Regions from separate parts of the Hordeum vulgare genome. Here region 1 is linked to region 2. Evidence: chromatin contacts called from public HiChIP or PLAC-seq data. All regions are on one chromosome and are shown on one strand. Each heading gives the region's core, a stretch centred on a gene start, on an enhancer-like site or on the middle of the called end of the contact. The rest is flanking DNA. Distances are from core to core; before and after follow the strand shown.

Region 1 (3,310 bases), core at 536-3,035, 310 kb before region 2:
GGAGAAATGACCTCACCGTTTTTCTGAAACTAGAGCGTAGTTTCAGGAAACGGTCCGAAGCTGCACGATCTATTCAGAGGAGGCGGGCGACTAGTGGATCTGGGGAGGCTCTCGAGAGGCGACGGCGCGGCCCGGGCTCGCCGTGACGACGACTACTCCTTCGATGGCGGCGGCGGCCAGTACCACCCCAAGCAGGTACGCCCGTCCCCTTTTCCCCTCGCGCGTGCTCCATGAGCTTGAGCAGGAATGGAATCAGGCGCCGCACTTCAGCCCCCTGGCGAGCTGCAGGAGCTCGTGCTGGTGCTGGTCAGGCGCCGCACCTCGGCCCCCTGGCGAGCTGCAGGAGCTCGTGCTGGTGCTGGTCAGGCGCCGCACCTCGGGTCCCTGGCAAGCTGCAGGAGCTCGTGCTGGTGCTGGTCAGGCGCCGCACCTCGGGACCCTGGCGAGCTGCAGGAGCTCGTGCTGGTGTTGGTGTTGTAGCCTGTAGCAGTCGAGCTAGTCGACCACGTGGTCGTCGGCATAGAGCAGCTCCTTGACTTTTGTTTGCAAAAATTCCTGAAACATGACCTTTGTTGCAAAAAATTCTTCCGTAAAAGTACCTATGTTGCACAAAGGCGAAGAAAAAATAATTCTGCAACAAGCAAATTGTTTCTGAAACTCGACCGTTGTTTCAGGAATTAACGGGTTCATAGTTTATTCTTGCAACAAAGCGAAAATTTCTGCACCTCATCCATCGTTTCAGGAATTATGGGGTGCCTGGCCGGAGCGGATCGAACGGCTACGCGTAGATCGGACGGCTCCCCAAATGGCGGATGTTTATTAAACATCCACCGGTGGATGCGTAGCAGGCCCACGCCTCATGTGGGGCTGGAGATGCTTTTGGCATCTGGGCGCTCAGCTCCATCGTGATCGCTTGCTCCGGTGCAGTTCAATCGTGTATGGGCGCAGGACACGAGAGGGCAGTACATGGGCTTCAAGCTCCCCTGCTAAAGGAAGAAGAAGAAACCCTCACGCCGTTGAATTCCCTACGCTGTAAAATCAGGCGTAATTTTTTTTCTGAATTCTGAAGTTCAGAACCCAGTAACAAGCCTGAAGAAACTCTGACATGACCAGGCGACCCTTGCCGCGCATCCACCGCACCAGTCCTCCGCCTTGGGCGCACGCTCTGGGATGTATCGGTTGGCGCCATCTCCGTGGTGCTCGATCCATCGGCAAGCCGCTGCGGCTGCGGCCCGATCGCACATGCTCTGGACCGCGCCGTGCTCTCGAGTGTTCCATCCACTCCCCACGCTCTTGGCCGGATCCTGCGCCAGCGTAGATTCCAGCGTGAACTCTAGGTTGCCCGTTCACGAGGGGAATGTCCTGCGTGACCACCATACACGCAGCGGTGAAAAGGCGACGTGCGGCCGGCGCACGCGCGACCCGCGGCTCGGTTGAACATTCTTTTCCTGTTACTTTACACCGCCAGGAACATGCCGCTGCCGCGCGCCGGTGCCAGTGGGCAGGCCACTGCGGCCGGAAACGCTTGTCAGCCAGCGGCCGAACGCGTTGCGGCAGCCTCTACGTGCTCAAGAGCTGCATGATCGGCCGGACCGGATGCAGGAAACGGACGTATGCACAGGGCGCCGATGCATGCTCCAAAACGTGGATCTGTTCTACTGGTTGTTCTGGTCTGTGACGCGTACCAAACCCCTTGGCCTTGCCTCTTCTGGTCTGCCGACACACGAAGCTCTAGCTGTCCCTTGCACGCTGGTTGTGGTTGCCCTATATATAGGGCTCGGAGTGCACCTTCGGCTACCTCAGACACCAGAACATGCCTTCTGCTACGAAGATGGCGGCGACGAAGACGGCGGTTTGCATCGCCGCGCTGGTATCGCTGGTGCACGTGGTCGCCGCTGCCGACTACATCGTCGGCGACCCAACCGGCGGCTGGCAGGGAAAGACGGACTACAAGTCCTGGGCTTCGGCCCGCACCTTTGTTCCCGGAGACACCCTGAGTGAGTATCATCAACACGCACGACGTAAACTGGTTGTGATTGTGCATTGCAGTTCCTGCTAGTAACGTTCTTCTGCGGCAAAACTATGCAGCGTTCAAGTACAGCTCGAACCACAACGTCCTTGAAGTGACCGGCGACGACTACGAGGCGTGCTCCACGGCCAACCCTGTGATCATCGACAACAGCGGCACCACCACCATCGCGCTCACGGCGCCGGGGAAGCGCTACTTCATCTGCGGCGGGCCGGGCCACTGCCAGAACGGAATGAAGCTGGAGGTGGACGTCGCCGACCGCCCTGCACCCACGGCACCCAGCTCGCCGCCGCAGCTGCCACCGGCACCTACGCCACCGTCACCAGTTCCGGGGACATGGCCACCGGCTCCGGCACCCGCGGCTGAACCGCCAAGACATGCAGGGCACAAGAGGCACAAGAAGAGGCACGCCCCACCTACAGCTGCGCCCACGGTGGAGCCCGCGGAAGCGTACTTCCCGCTCGCGACGCTGGCGCCCATGTCCTCTCCAGCTGCATCTCTGCCGATGTCGTCGGACACTGCTGCCGTGTGGCATGGACAATGGGGCTCTGCAGCACTTGGGCTGGTAGCTCTATGGTTCGCCGTTCTGGCTCTATGAGTTTGCGAGGTTGTAGATCATACCATCAGATGTGTTACATCCATTGTATTGTGTGTTAAGGTTGTGAGGTGAGAATTGTTGAGAGACCTGATAATAATTGCTCGTTATGGTGAGCTATATGCAGTCTCTGGGACGAGATTACTGGCACCGTCAGCTAGTCCTCCTCTGTCCAAAAAATGTATTGTCATGTTTCCTTGTTTTACTAGAGTTCCTCATACTCCCTCCATTTCAGTTTATAAGTCCGGCACGTGTATCTAGATCGCTAATTTGACCAACTTAATAAGAGGCATATATTACAAAAAATATATCATTAGAAACTTTAGATGTTCTATTTTCTAATGATATAATTTTTATGTTAAAATATTATATTTTATATAAGTCAAATTAACGATCTAGGTACACGTGCATGCCTTATAAACTGTGATGAAGGAAGTAACTAGAGTAAGTTTTAAAAAAAAATTGTGCTGCTTTAAAAAATGGAAAATGATCTAAATCAATTGGCTGATCCCGCGTGCTGCATCCGCCACGTGACCAACCATCTGATTCGCTTTGATCGGACCGACCACATGAAGGGCAAACAATATCTTCTTGTTTGACCTGCGCAAGGCACGCCATCGTTGGAGCCTTGTCCGCCGTCTCCGTCGTTCAATGTCGCAACCTTCGATGGTGCCGCCGTCTTCGTA
Region 2 (3,414 bases), core at 748-3,247:
CTCTAGTTTGGCAAACTAGTAACCTGACAAACTACTATCGAAGCTGATCATTGATCAAAGGCCTTTTAACTTCATGTATGTCATAACATTTGCATTGTCCATGCTTCAAAGAGAAATAATAAAATAAACAATAAGAATCGAAAAAAGTGGGAGGTATGTGTTTATCTTCATCGCAGAGCTAACAGTTGAATCATCAATGTCCAGAAAGTACAAGTACCCATAAAGTAAACAACTTTTGGAGGATGTTTCCAAACACAAATATTAGATCCATACAGATAAATTGATGCAACGAGGAAAATCAGCACAAGCAAGTCATTGCAGATAAGAATAAAGACTTCTGTGGATCTCTTCTAAAACGAATAGAAAGATTTTCAATAAGTATCACAGCACAGGGCAAGCTTAACTAATACCTTATTAAACTAGTTTAACCACTACTTTAACTTGCACTTTTTGTTCTATCATGCTAACAGAGGAACTGAGTAAAACAGGCCATGGTGAAATTTGGCATGCATCAGTAAAAGCCTGACCTACGAATTTTATTTTTCAGTCTCATGCTCCACTTCACACTCCTCTTCTTCTGATATTGCTTCTTCCTCATCAGTTTCAGCTCTTAATTCACTGTCTTTTGTCCTATCAGGCATCCTCAAACCCTTTCGGGGGTAGTACTTCTTCCGCCCGAGCACAACAATCTTGGCAGCCTCCTCCACCCTTGATACATCTACCAAAGCATTCACTACATCCTGCAGCACACCACACTCCACTCTAAGGTTCCTTTTATCACTAAAGATTTTATAACAGTACGTCAATGCACAATCCAGCTCTCCAGCCTGCAGAAGCTGTGGCAGGAGAGTCTCATATGTTCCCTTATTTGGGGTGCACTCATTTTTTACCAAATCATCATACAGCTTCTTGGCCTCCTGTAACCTCCCGGCTTTGCAATATCCTCGAATCAACTCATTGTAGGATACTGTATCAGGTTTTGGTCCGTCCTTCTCCAACCTCTCAAGCACAGCAGCTGCATCATCAATCCTCCCTTCTGCAACCAAACCCCGCAGCTTGGCATTGTAGCACTTGGCGTCTGGCTCTAAATTCCTCTCCTTGATCATCTCCCATACTGTCTCTGCTTCATGCACGCGGCCATTGTTGCAAAACCCATTCAATAGCGTGTTGAAGGTAATAATGTCAGGTGGAATACCGTGCTTCTCCATGAGATGGACAGCGTCGAGAGCAGCTGAGATGTCGGGCTTCTGGCACAATGCGTGGATGAGTACGTTGTAAGAGTATACGGTGGGAACAATCGAGGGGTGGGTGGCTGGGATCTCCTGGAATGCAGCAGTGAGCCCGTCAAAATCTCCGGCATCGGCGTACGCGGAAAGAACGGAGTTGAAGGTCATGGTGGATTTATGCTGCGCTGGAAGCTTATGGAAGGTTGCGGCCGCGTGGGATGGCATGGAGGCACGGCCGTAGAGGCGGATGAGGCGCGCGGCGAATCCCTCGGCTGAGGTCTCGAGGAAGGGCATCTGCGCTTCGATGATGGCCTCGATGCCGTCTTGGCGGCCGAGGGAATTGAGCCGGCTCACCGCCACCTCGAACACGCGGTGCCGGTCGCGGAAGCGCGACGACACGGTTGACGCTTGGACGAAGTCAGAGACCAGCTTATCAGGGTCGCGCTGCCGGATGAGGGCCTTGAGGATGATGCCAAGGGGCTTCGGGAGCTTGTGCTTGGCGTTGGACTCAGCTTTGGCGGCGGGCTGTGCGCCGACGGGCTTCGGGGGCTTCTCGTCCGCGATGGAGCCGGCATCGGCGGCGGGCGGTTTCGGCGTCGGCGTCGGCGTCGGCGCGCGTTTGGTCTTGGGACTGCGCTTGGGTGGGCTTATGACTGGCGAGGAGGAGGAGAAGATACGGGAGAGGCTGTTCGCCCGGGTGGAGGCGGCGGTAGCGGCGGCGGCGGCAGCGGCGGCGGGGGTGGTCATGTGAAGGCGGCGTACGGTGGGGGTTTGGGGCGAGAGGAGTGGGGAATAGGCAAAGGAGGGTTTTGCCGGCTCATCGATACACCTGCTTTCTTAACTAGGCCGTAAAAATGTTAGCCCAGCCCAGCCCAGCCCAACACGACGAAGAAAGCCTCGGACGCACATACCGGTCCATTACCCGGAGCCCGGAGGTGGCGCTGGCTCCACCGACCCGCGCCGGCAATGGACAGGCACGTCCGGCGGCTGCTGAACCGCGTGGCGATCGCCCTGGCGGCCGTGGCCACCGCCGCCCTGCTGCACCTGTTCCGCTCCCCGTCCGCCTCCTGCTTCGGCGGCTCGCTCGCCCATTCCTCCCTCTCGCTGTCGACGGCGCCCTTGCCCCGCACCTCCTGCGACGCCGCGTCCCGCCGCGTGGTGGACCCCGACACCCGCCTGGCCAAGCTCCGGTCCTCCCCGCGCTGGAAGCGGCACAACGCGGCCCTCTCCGCGTCCGTCATCGATCCGCTCCGCCGGCTGCGCCTCCTCGGTAGGTCCTCCCGAGTTCTCTGCCTCGCCGCCGGAGCGGGGCAAGCGGTCGACGCGCTCCGCGTGGCCGGCGTGGGGGACGTCACCGGCGTTGATCTCGTTGACTTCCCTCCCCTCGTCCGCCGTGCGGACCCGCACAACCTCCCGTTCTTCGACGACGCCTTCGACCTCGTCCTCTCCAGCGACCCGGCGGCCTTCACCGGCGCGCTCTTCCCGTCCAGGTTCGCGTCTGAGATCGAGCGCACCGTCCGCCGTGGCGGCGCGATCGCGGTTGCTGTCGACCGGCGCGTCGACCTGAACGTCGTCGCCTCCATCTTCAGAAAGTCACGCCTCGTCGATGTGAGGAATGCTACCTTTGATGTCTCCGCGACCAGCATAGTAATCCTCAGCGCCAACTCGGAGCGCCATTGATTCCATTTGTTTCTTTTGGACAATATTTAGGTTCGATATCAAAGAGAAGATTACTTTGGCTAATAAGAAGAAAATTGGTTATTTGCCATTTTCAATACATGATTTCGCAAAATTGCCACTTTCAACGTTGGCTTTGCAAAATTGTCACTCTGATCGTTGGCTCCTTGATTACCATACCACTTCCCTCCTTTTAGTGATTTTTTTTTATTTTTTTACATTTATAAACACAGGAAAATACCAAACTATCCCTGATTATATGTTCACGTATGAGATCTCCGAATTGATACAACGCGCATCTGCTACCCAGAATACGTGTATGCTGGCGCCACCAATCGCCTATATGCAGCGGCCGCCGATCTCTTCAACATCGTGCGCCGCCGATCTCGTCAACGTCGTGACGCTGATCTCGTCGACGCTCTCGTCAATGTTGTCTGCCGTTGATCTCGTCGACGCTCTCGTCAACGTCGTCTGCCGCTGATCTCGTCGATGCTCTCGTCAACGTCGTCTG

The links. HiChIP or PLAC-seq counts read pairs in DNA pulled down with a chosen protein or histone mark.
Region 1: an H3K4me3 HiChIP or PLAC-seq map of embryo shows a contact between it and region 2, with 6 times the contacts expected there. The contact joins the promoter of LOC123440348 here to the promoter of LOC123444594 in region 2. A contact is called at or near these places in 1 of 6 Hi-C or Micro-C datasets (seedling) and 1 of 1 datasets of contacts at active chromatin or transcription factors (embryo).

Annotation. Positions count from the first base shown.
Region 1 is chr3H:513,387,637-513,390,946 of MorexV3_pseudomolecules_assembly, reverse strand. LOC123440348 (blue copper protein-like) reads left to right here and starts at 1,785. Exons shown (of 2, transcript XM_045116919.1): 1 at 1,785-1,997; 2 at 2,089-2,829. The coding sequence starts at 1,814. The coding sequence ends at 2,627.
Region 2 is chr3H:513,075,603-513,079,016 of MorexV3_pseudomolecules_assembly, reverse strand. It overlaps LOC123444594 (pentatricopeptide repeat-containing protein At3g13160, mitochondrial-like), which reads right to left and starts at 1,997. Exons shown (of 1, transcript XM_045121373.1): 1 at 200-1,997. The coding sequence starts at 1,973. The coding sequence ends at 537. It overlaps LOC123440344, which reads left to right and starts at 2,193. Exons shown (of 1, transcript XM_045116916.1): 1 at 2,193-3,056. The coding sequence starts at 2,193. The coding sequence ends at 2,906.